Linked DNA regions of Mus musculus: region 1 is linked to region 2. A link is a contact called in public promoter capture Hi-C data. All regions are on one chromosome and are shown on one strand. The core of a region is the stretch at or near the end of the contact, and the rest is flanking DNA. Distances in the headings are between cores, read along the strand shown. Region 1 holds the start of Crygs (crystallin, gamma S). Region 2 overlaps Igf2bp2 (insulin-like growth factor 2 mRNA binding protein 2).

Region 1 (5,766 bases), core at 2,248-4,747, 740 kb after region 2:
GATGGAGAGAATGCACAGATTCCCAAAGGGCACACGATCCTTTCTTCAGTCCTGGGTGACTCTTCAGCAGGTGGCACACCCAGAGTTGTTTCATTCTGCCTTAATCCTTCCGGTTCCCTTCCTGTCCCGATTCTCTCACCTCTATTTCCTGTTCCCTAAAAAAACCAAACAAAACCACACACACACACACACACACACTCATTTCATTTCCTCTCTTCAATTTTGTTTTTCTGCTCCCTCGCTCAGTTTAGCACAGGTGAGTTAGAGGTATATGATACCTGTTTACAGATGAGAGGGAAAAAATTCCAGCACCGCTTACTAGCTATGTGACTTTGAACAGAGCATCGAGCCTTCCAAATCTGCAAAACAAAGTAACAGTGCCTTTCTACAGAGGGTGGCCTGAGGGTAAAATAGTAGTCAAGTATAATACTTGACTCAAAATTGCCAATGAAGAAGGGGCTTACCCAGCTGGAGGAGCTACAGGCAATTAAATGGATCCTGGGAAAGGGAGAGTCATATTTCTGGGTGGAGAAGACATTGGTTCTCATCATTCCTAATGCTCTGAAGATTTGATACAGTTCCTCATGTTGTGGTGACCTTCATCCTTTAAATCATCTTGTTGCTAACTTTGTAACTGTAACTGTGCTACTGTTATGAATCGGAATGCAAATAGTTGATATACATGGTATCTGTGATCACCACAGGTTGAGAACCACCCCTCCAAGCTGTCTTGCTCAAGTAAATAACTCACAGCCATGCTCAGGCAAGAAACCCTAATGACATGCAATGGGGCACACACACACACAGACAGACAGACAGACAGACAGACACACACACACACACACACACACACACACCTTAGCACACCCTACACAAAGCTAGGAAGCGGGATACAGGAAAGAGGCTTGCTGGGCGTGGAAGAGGAATGGGAGAATGGGAGATGAATGTGACCAAAGTACATTTTACCCATGTGCAAAACTGTGAAACACATTTGAAAAACCATTTAAAATACATCTGGTTTAGTCTGTATGTTAAGTGTTTTCAGGGCTGTTTGGTACTGGGTAACCAACTGGCGTGCTCTTCTCTGGGGCAGCCTGTTTCTTCTGCTCTCCGAATTCCTTAGTTGCCTGTAATTCTTTGGTTAGGGCTGAGGTCCCCTGAGCTCTCCTCCTTTCACCTTAGCATGTCTGTTAATGTTGTCCTTGTGCAGGTCATATTTAGGCAGCCAAGGATTAATACTTTAAAGAGCAAGCTGTTCTCATTGTTACGGACAGAGATAATTTCCAAAGGCCACTACCTATTCAAGGATAGCTATAGCCTGTAGAGTGTCGAGTTTATGTGGGCCATTTTCTCTTTCTTCCATCTTCCCACCCACATGATGTGACTTAACAAGGCAGCATTTGCTCTCTGAACACTTGGTGGGACTGGCCCTGCACTCATGAGCCTTTGTATTGTGACTGATGAAGGGATCTTCAAGAAAATCCAGTAACTTCTCCAAGAACGGACAGGTTCTACAGGACTTCATCTCTATGCTGAATTGACTTTTGAGCCAAAAATGATTTTGTGAGAGCTAAAGAAAATATGGGATGTGTTTTAGTTCATTGATTCCCAACATTTATGCCTCATCTGCACATTTGCCTTATACCAATGTCCGGGACATGAAATATGCACAGGGCCACCATGTTGGATACCTTCCCAGGCTAGCCAGCCATTCCATGTCAAACCAAGTGTGCATTTGTTCTTAATGGAGTCGTTTCTGGGCTCCAGCCCAAACTCTCTGTTCAGCGGATGAAGGCTGCTCCATCTATGCACAATTCCTACTTATAAAAGAAATGTGGAAGCCATCCAGTCTATATCCATCCATTCTATAGCCAATGGAGAGATTGTGGTCTTTTCACATAAAATTTGGAAGAGAAAAAAAATCAACATCAAATGCTGGTTTTCCTAGAAATCACTATAAAATCCCTGTCACATTTAGTTTTGAAAAATAGCCTACCAACCCAAGCAGAAAGAAAAATATCTCGATTATCTCAGTGGTTAATGAAAATATGCCTAACAAAACCTGTTGTTCTTGCTGAGCCCATGGTGCCGCTGATCAATCCAGTGACAAGATGGTGAGAACAGAAGGGTAGAGAGAAAGAACGGGTATTTATTTACATGATGTCTATGCATCAGCCTTCCCTCAAGGCTCTTCAGACTTTTCAGTAGGACCAAGTGATGTATATTACAGCACTGGACATCTGTCTGTCTGGATGTGTGCTGTATCTGTCAACTGAGGAAAAAGTGCTCAGGCACAGAACCTTAGGTTAACAGCCACCTCCTAACCCCATGCACTGGAAAGCATACAGTATCACCTGCATAACTTCTTGCTAGCCACAGTCTAAAGATGAGGAAACCGTAAGATGAATCTAGATGGGGTTTCTTCAACCCACCTGGCCTGAGCTTTGTAAAGTGTCCATGTCTCAGGAACAACAAAAGCTGAAGACTCTGTGGTACAGGCTCAGGAGAGGGAAAGACCCGGAGCAAAGACAAATAATCAACTAACTGCATGTACCATGTGACCGTACATGCTCTATCACCCACACCATGTGACCGTACGTGCTCTATCACCCACACCATGTGACCGTACGTGCTCTATCACCCACACTTCTGGGGTCAACTGGAGAGGCGAAGTATGATCTGGATGTCGGGGATCTGTTTATTCAAGGGGGGGGGGAACTTTGTCTTTAGGAGATACGTATTTAAATATCTGTCATCAATGCAATGAAGTCAGCTACTTTTCAAATGGTACAATGGAGATTCACCAAATGTTAACAATTGGATTCACTGCATATTTCTCTTAAGTCTTCCAAGATTAGTAAATCTAAAAGCAAAGAGTTGGCGGGGCCCAGTGGGGGGATCAGGCACTGCACAGTGCCTCGGCCCTCCAGAGTTATTGACTACTACAGAAGCAAACCCCCTGAGCAATCACCTTCCGACAAGCAGTTGGGTCAAACGTTGGTGAAGATTCTGCCTAGAAACAAGAACCACTTGAATGCAGAAGTGCTGTAAGATTTAGTTCACTGGCCTGGCCTCTCCGCTGGCCTTTTGGAACAGTAGCATGTGAGGCTAAATTACCGAGAAAAGAATGCTGACTACTGATGTTTTCTACTGTAGTCTTTGCCATGTTCCACTCCTGTGAGATTTACATCTCCAGCTGCCGGAAGGCAGCCCTTGCAACGGTTCATGTAGTACCTAGCACAGCATCCATCACTAACAGTAACTCTTTAACGTGGTGTTAGATGATTCTATTTGACTAGAAAACAAGCCTTTTCCATCTTCTCTCCCCAGGATTGTCCCTCAAGCACTAGTTTACTCATCTCAGGGCAGTGAAGCAACAGCTCTGCTTTGAACGTGCCCCTGGATGAGAAACAGTTACTTACCTTGCCTCCAGTTTTAGACATTGTATGTGCAAAGGTTGATTCCCGCACTACTGAGAGAGATCCAGGGCAGCTCCAGGACTACAGGCAGAGGGACATTTATAGAGGGCAGTTCAAATCAAACATCTGCTTAGTCATGAGAATTGGATCCAAAATTTGAGTCAGTCATTTAGAGTCTATTGATGGTTGCTAGAAAAACAATTGGGATTATGAAATAAAGGAGAGCTCTGTGGCCCCTGTAATGCTCGCCCAGCCCTACTGCATTGTAGGCTCTGCTGAATCAAGGCACCCAAAACCCAGCCAAACGTTTAAAAAATTCAAAACCAAGATTTTCTCTGTGCAGTTTGTTTTCTCAGCCAATGACCTCTTGGACATTCCTAACATTGTTTTATTCAACAGAGGGCCTGCAGAAGAAACCAAAGACCATCCTTGATTTCTGGGTAAACAAATTCACTAAGAACTAAGGGTCATGAGTGCTCATGGGGGTGGGGGTTGGGAGTCACTACAAAAAACATTTAAGTGTGGATTATGTTAGATATATCAATGTTTGACTCAAATTTGATTACTGCCATAAAACTAGGTAAGAAAAATGTCTGTTTTTGATAGGTGCATGCTAGTATGTTTAGGAGTAAGATAATGTCGGAGACTACTCCTAAGCTTTAAAGACAATGATAGAGAGCAGAAGTCCAAGTATGGCAAATGGTAGCAACTGGGTGCTCTACTCACAGAGCATGCAGGAGTTCAGTGACCTAACCTCCCTCCCTCCCTCCCTCCCGTTTTTCTTGTTTGTTTGCTGTTGTTTTTCCTTAAAGAGTCTTAATATGTTATGCATCTCTGGTTGGCCTGGAATCCACTGTGCAGTTGAGGCTGGCTTCAAGGTCATGGCGACTGTCCTTCAGTCTTCAGGAATCACAGATTTGCCTTTCCAAGGTCAGCTCACCTATCCTTGCAAATGCCATTCAGTTATCATGACTCACAAGAGGAGTGTCGTGTACACAGGGACAGAAAGCTGCCTTGAGACTCCAGAACTTTCTGAGCCTATGCTCTCTCTGCCCATTACCCTGGGCAAGCAAATGTCTCATCCCTAGCTTTGGGAATGAGATGAAGACTTTTTATACAAGCTCAGAGAAACACGACGTCAACTCCCCCCCCCCCCCCTTAGCTTTGCCAGCCAAGCTCAGTCTTCTTTGAAGTCCAACTTTACCACTTCACCTCTCCACAAACAAATCTCCAAGAGATCTCCACGGTTATCTTTATAAATGTGGTACCCACAGGAGTGTTCAGCTTAGAAAGGGCAGGTCTAGGGGCTGGAGAGCTCAGCAGTTAGGGGCACCTCCTGCTTCTGTGGAGGACTGGACTTCAGTCTGCAGCAGAAGCAGCAGCCCCAGAGGAGCTCACAGCTACAGCTCTAGGAGCCCTGACGCACGCTCTCTCTCGCGTGCGCACACACACACACATTTATGCACTTAATAATATTAAAAATAAATCTGTAAACATGTGCCTTGACATGTTGATTAATGAGAAGCGAATAACAAACCACAGACGGCATTTGCTCCCTCAGTTTTACGCACTTTAAAGTATCAGAACCCTTTAATGCCATCACCCATGGGTCTTCATTTGGTCATGCTTTGCTTACTCCAATTTCATGCTGAAGTAAAAACTACCAAAGCGTCAAAGGCTTAACAAGCATTGAGAGAGTTAATTTTACCTGAGGACTAAGAGCGGCTGCGCTGTGGTGACAACTACTAGTTAAGTAACTCATGTTAGTGGCTGCTCTGTGATAACTACTAGTTAAATAACCTGTGTTGCTGACTGGACTCATCTCACTTACCCATCTTCAACCAGGGCTTCCCAGCCACAAAAACCAACTCTGGCACAGTAAAAGAGTAACAGCAGAAACCTTTTATTAAGATTAAAAGTGAAACCAAAGGAGAAAAAGTTACTTTTTAGAGTTTATTGAAATTTAAAGCAGAAAATAATAAAACAATTTATACAATTTCATGTGTTTTATATGTTAAGGCCTAAAGTACCGTTTTATAAAACTATCTCTGCCATATTTATGCACCAACTGACCATTCTGTCACTCTTTTTAAAAAGAGAGTAGCAAGTTACAAAGAACCACACAACTGTTCTTTCTTTTCCTTCCTTTCTTTTGTGTGTGCTTGTTTGCTTGTTTCTGAGACACAGGATCCTCACCATGTAGAGCAGGCTGGCCTGGAACTTGCAGAGATCTGCCTGCCTCTGCCTGCTGAGCCCTGGGACTACAAGTATGTGCCACCACACCTGGCTAACTTTTTTAGCTAGGACAAAACCCTTTCATCGTACAAATTAAAATGTGGAGTCAGCT
Region 2 (5,897 bases), core at 777-3,276:
TCCTTCCCCATTGGGAAGATGGAGCCAGCAAGCTTTTTAATCCTGTGAGAATACAAAGACCTCACCAATAGTTTGATTAAAGGTATCTGGTGGTTTGAATAAGAATGGGCCCAGAAGTTCATACATTTGAATGCTTAGGGAGTGGCATTAGTTTAGAAGGATTAGCAGGTGTGGCTTTGTTGGAGGAAGTGTGCCACTGAGGTGGGCTTTGGGGTTTTAGGAGCCTAGGTCAGGCCCAGTGTCTTTCCTGCTACCAATGGATCTAATGTAGACCTCCAGACCACCACATCTGGCTGTGCTACCATGTTTCTTGCCATGATGGAAATGGACTAAACCTCTGAACCTGTAAAGCCAGCCCCAGCTGAATGCTTTATGAGTTGTCATAGTGTCTCTTCAGAGCACAACACTAAGACAGAAGTTGGTACCGCGAGCGGAGTGTGGCTGAGACCGGCTGTTTGGTGGTGGAATGTGAATGTTGCTACTCTGGATTAGGAAAGGAGCTGAATGCACCTGAATGCAGGGCTTACGGGGCCATTACCAATAGGAGCATGAAGACAGCACTGAGGGCAATTTGAACTGTGGAGGCCCAGGTGAAGACATTTCAGAGGGAAGAATACAGTAAATGGCCTGGAGACCACTCCTGTGGTATTTTAGGGGGAAAAAAAAATCTATCTGAGGCTAAATTAGAGCATTTTGGATTAATGGCATTGGCAGAGATTTCAAGACAGCCTAGTACTGACTCTGTCATGTGGCCACTCTCATAAGCCAACCAAGGAAAAATATAAAATGTACAGTCTGAAGAGAATAGGAGCACCAGGAGGTGTAGTGGAGCTATGTATTTATTGTGTTCAAGGAGATAAAAGTTTAAAGAAAAGCCTTATACTAAATGGAATAAGGAAGATCGTGATCTCAGAGCAAGACCTCACCCAGCCAAGCTTCGGACTTGTGGAGAGGAATTAGACAAAGGCTTAAGCAGTGAAGAAAACCATCAAAGACAGAAAGCTGATGAAATGACTCGAGGGGCCGAGTTCCAGTTGCAGTAAGCGTGAGAACTAGGCAGCTTCAGTCACCTGGTTCTGGCTTTAGAGTCAAGAAAGGGGTTGTGGATCCCTCTGCAGCTAGGGAAAGCCACAGAGGCCAAGCCCCCGTTGGGTTCTTGTTACATTTCCACCCCCAGCACACTCTGACTTAAAAACTCTGTACAGGAAGAGGAAGAGAAGTCAACAACAGAGTTGATCTGGATCTGGTAGCTCCAGGCAGTCATTCCACCTGCTGAGGAGACCAAGAAGGTACTGTGGTCTGGTCTGCCTCAGGACCTCAGGATCCTAGTGGCCAGTGGAATTTCTGTCTAAGATTGAGGCTGACCACTTAGGTGTCTCAATGAGCCTTATTCTCTGTGTCTTGCTTTTTTCCTGTAAACTGAGGTTTGAATAAAGGAAACCCTCAAAGCCCTTCGGTCCAAGCTGTCTCACTGTAGAGTTTTGTTTTGTTTTGTGTTTAACCATCTCAGACTACAGCGTTAGGCACTAAGAAAGATCTCTGGGCACTGCAGACTATGGTCATCCTCATCCTTGCTGTCTGCATCATCTAGGCCAGGGTATTATACGTGCCAAGCCATCGGGCATAAAGCACCCCACACTCTCATCATGCCCAGCCCACCGTGGGCTAGCTAACCCCCAGTGCAAATGTGAACCCCTAACTGCAAGCACAGATGGATGCAGCTTGAGAGTACAGCAAGATGCCATCTTTCCCAGGGCCACCACTGTCCTCATAATGCACAACTCAGAATGCTTTGTTTTTGGTTTTCTTCCCTGTCACACTTGGCTGTGGGAGAAACTCCAGCTCTCAGGGGAAAAGTGTAGGCATTCTCTCTCCAAGTCATGAGACTTGGCATAACTCTGGGTTGTCTCATGGTAGCAAATTCTTTCCCGTAACAATGAAAAGCATTTCCGGAAGCGTTTCACGGGGGCTTTCGGAGTCACGGCCTCGCGCTGAGTCAGAGCAACAGCTGGGCTTGAGGCAGATCTGTGGCAAACAATCACTGACAACTGAGGGGGCAGAACATGGGCTGCAGCCACATCTGCACACATCAGTGTTGCAAACCAAGGGGAATTCCCTCTCCCAGACTTTGGCTCAGTCCTGGCCTCTTAACAGGAGACACTATCAGCTTTGTCTGCCTATGATCTTATCAGCACTTTCCAGAAAGTTCTTCAGTTTGCGTTCCCACAGTCTGTAAGTCCTTGAAGCCTGGGCTAAGGAGCATCAACATGCTGAGTGCTAGGCATAGATGCTCATTCTGCTCATGTGGGCCTTCTCTATCTTCTCGGGAAGAGGGGACAGTGCCAACCCTTGGAGGATCAGGTTTGGTCATTACTAGTTCTTTCTTCTAACTTTGGTTTGATTGAACAGGAAAGGACTAAGATGAAGAATGGGAGCTGACAGGAATGGCCATCTCTAGGTGCTGTGAGAATTCTCTAGCACTGACAGGAGGTGGCCCATGGGGACAGGCAGTAACAATCTTACCTTGATGGAGGCACCAGCAAATCGAGCGAGCTGTTTGATGTGTGCCCCCTTCTTCCCGATGATAGCACCCACAGCCTGGGTTGGGATGAAGAGACTTACAGTCTCCTGCTCTGGGTACTAGAAAAGAACACATACACAGCTATCATTCTGACCTGGCACCTCATGGCCCAGCCAAGTGCGGTTAACAGACCCAACATGGGAAGGCCTCGCAATCTGGGGAGATGGCCAAAGTGCCATGTCAGTGTGTGGCCTGGTGCTCTATAGATGAATCTGAGGAGTGATGTTGAACCTAAGCAAGATTGCATGAGCCTGCAAGGACCTCTGAGCACCCACCCACCCATGTTTGTGGGGCACATGTAGCTGGCTGTCCCTGGGTTCTCAGACACAGATTTGATATATATACTTCCTGGGCCTTCCTCCAAGAACCAAAATGGGTTATTTTGTGGTGACTCAGTGGATTAAAAAAAAAAATGTTTGTCATGTAAGCTTGATGACATGAGTTCAATCTCTGGTGGAAGGAGACAATTCCTGAACACTGTCCTGGGGCTGGAGAGATGGCTCAGAGGTTAAGAGCACCGACTGCTCTTCCAGAGGTCCTGAGTTCAATTCCCGGCAAGCACATGGCGGCTCACAACCATCTGTAATGGGATCTGATGCCCTCTTCTGGTGTGTCTGAAGAGAGCAATGGTGTACTCATATACATAAAATAAATAACTTATTCTAAAAGAAAGAGGGAGGGAGGGAGGGAGGGAGGGAGGGAGGGAGGGAGTTGTCCTGACTTGCACATGGTGCTCGCTGTATGTGCTGTGGTGGGTATGAGCTTTCACATATACAATAATATACAAAATAATAAAAAGCTATTAACCACGCCTGGTCAAAGGACAGAGGGGAAGCTGTCCAGCCCATCCTATAATGAGGAACACCACCTTACAAGGTGATTCGCCCTGCTGTGACCAGACTCCATGCTGAGTACCCAGGATGGTGGGTAAGCCACCTATTCCTGGAACCCCTGAAGAAAGTCAGAGGTTCTTAGGCCAGGCTGGCAGAGGTTGATGCTATAGGTGTCTGTGGGAATGATGTGGCTTTGCTTGCTAGACTTTGATTGAAGAACACCAGCAAAAAAAAAAAAAAAAAAAAAATGTGTGATATAGTGTATGCCTGTGTACATGTTCCTATGTGTGCATACATGTTAGAGGCCAGAGGCTGAGGCTGGTATCCTCCCTCAATCACGCTCTTTATACCTTAGTGTTACTATGAAGTACCCTACGGAACCTAGAGCTCACTGACCTAGTTAGATTACCTAGCCCGTGAGATCCAGAGATCTCTTACCACCAGTCCCTCAGTGCCAGGAGCACCTGGCACACCTGGCTTTTATGTGGGTGCTTAGAATTGAACTCCGGTCCATGCTTGTATGGTAAGCACTTTACCAACTGAGCCACATCCCCTGCCTACTGGAGGCTTTTCTTTAGCTTATTAACATTTCGTTTGTTTGTTTGTTTGTTTGTTTGTTTGTTTGTTTGAGACAGGGTTTCTCTGTATAGCCCTGGCTGTCCTGGAACTCACTTTGTAGACCAGTCTGGCCTCGAACTCAGAAATTCACCTGCCTCTGCCTCCCAAGTGCTGGGATTAAAGGCGTGTGCCACCACACCCGGCCTTAGTATGTTTTAAAAAGTGTGGTGCGTGCGTGCGTGCGCGTGTGTGTGTGTACATGAGTGCAGGTGCCTACAAAAACTGGAGACACTGGATCCCCTGAACCTGGAGTTACAGATGACTGAGTCACCTGATGTGGGATCTGGGAACTCCAGTGTTCTGGTAGAGTAATGTGCACTCTTAATGACTGAGCCACAACTCTAGGCTTCTTGTTCTTTAAGAAAGGATTTTACTCCGTATGCAGCCTGGGCTGACTTGAAACTCACTACACAGTCCAGGCTTAGCTCAAACTGTGAGCATCACCTGAGAGGCCGCAGAGGTAAGGGGGCTCCCAGGGTGGCTTGGTGCTTCCACTGTGAGCTGCATGACTCCTCGGGCAGCCTCGAGCCACAGCAGAGAACATTCACACTGTGAACATTCACAGGCCCGGTCATCAGGGGATACATGGAACTGGCCACAGAGCAGAAGGAACTGGGGAGGAATGGTGACTGGGGCAGAAATGAGGGGCACTTACGGAGTGATGATGTGGGAATGGGCCGAAATGGTGATGAGGGTACAGACTGGAGAAGTATCCGGAGTGGGTCTGCACAGTAACAAGACATTCAGTGAGTCGGAGTCCACGCAACACGTCTATGAGCCAACACCACTATCACATCTACAAACTGTACCTTGTGTTCCTACTCTCTGCTCAACTCCCTTTACCATGAGACCATGGAACCCATGGCAAGGTGCCACCTGGCTTCTAAGATGACCCCTGCCCCCTATGAATGCAGCGCACACACCCTCACTGCTCTGACCTGCTTGGGTGGAGACAGGGCTAGTGGCTCCTATTTTATAGGAAATTACAAGTTGTACATTACAAGCAACAGAGAACCCTGGAATAAAACCCAAGAGTTATTCAGAACAAGCAAATGTGATCACTGGAGACAGAACAGTTTCTATTCCAGAAGGAATAGAAACTCAGTGGAGAAACTGAAAGCAACAGTAACTGAAAGGAAGCAGACGGATAAAGGCGTTGTGTGCAGATGTGGGGAAGGGGGAAAAGGGTAGATGTAGGGTGGGGAGGAAGGCAGATGTGGGGAGAGAGAAGGGCAGATGTAGGGAGGAGAGGAGGACAGATGTGGGGAGGGAAGAGAACAGATGGGAGGAAGGAGGGCAGGTGTGGGGAGGGAGAAGTGGAGCAGGAAGGCAGATGTGGACTCACGAAGCAGAGCTAGCTATTAAGAAAATCAAAGTTGAAACAGCTGTTATTTAAATTGAATACCTACAGTATTTATAAATCTATTTATAATTTTTTATTCTCATAGTGGTCCTGTGAGACATATCTGAGTCCATATTCTTATGGGAGGGACCCTTATTGAAGTCAGCCAAACTCTGTAATTAAGTACGTTTTACATAAAGTCGAGTAAACCCTGTTCTCACTGTCACCGCCAGGGAGGCAGTGACAGGCACAAGGTACCCAGGTACACAGCCCTGCCTGACACAGGGAGGTGTGGCTGGAGCTTGAAGTCTGAGGAGAGCTGAGGGCCCTGAGCACACATGTCTGAGTGATGTGCATGTCTTCCACCATCCGCCTCTCCAGCTAGACTCGGCTCCAGATCGAGCTTCACACTATGATCCCTTAGAACAAAACCAGAGTTCTGAGCTCCCTGGATGCTTCTCAGGTTCTAGGGAGGGGCCTCTCACCTGTGGCATCCTGGCTCATGCCTTGGTTGGACTGAAAG

The links. Promoter capture Hi-C pulls out the DNA fragments that hold promoters and counts their contacts.
Region 1: a contact with region 2 is called in a promoter capture Hi-C map of hippocampal neurons, with 3 times the contacts expected there. The contact joins the promoter of Crygs here to the enhancer-like site in region 2. A contact is called at or near these places in 4 of 39 promoter capture datasets (the 3T3-L1 cell line, hippocampal neurons, liver and 1 more) and 1 of 9 other capture datasets (embryonic stem cells).

The regions. Positions count from the first base shown.
Region 1 is chr16:22,807,913-22,813,678 of GRCm38.p6, forward strand. Crygs (crystallin, gamma S) reads right to left here and starts at 3,498. Exons shown (of 3, transcript NM_009967.2): 1 at 3,423-3,498. The coding sequence starts at 3,443. Gm30416 (a long non-coding RNA gene) reads left to right here. Exons shown (of 4, transcript XR_875953.3): 4 at 4,232-4,887. It overlaps Tbccd1 (TBCC domain containing 1), which reads right to left. Exons shown (of 8, transcript NM_001081368.2): 8 at 5,302-5,766.
Region 2 is chr16:22,065,620-22,071,516 of GRCm38.p6, forward strand. It overlaps Igf2bp2 (insulin-like growth factor 2 mRNA binding protein 2), which reads right to left. Exons shown (of 16, transcript NM_183029.2): 11 at 4,688-4,756; 12 at 2,524-2,640. Among named protein-coding and RNA genes, the nearest start is that of Senp2, 59 kb to the left of the region's middle. Within about 2 kb of position 2,027, at least 76 of the 459 cell types and tissues checked have an H3K27ac peak or open chromatin away from gene starts, as enhancers often do.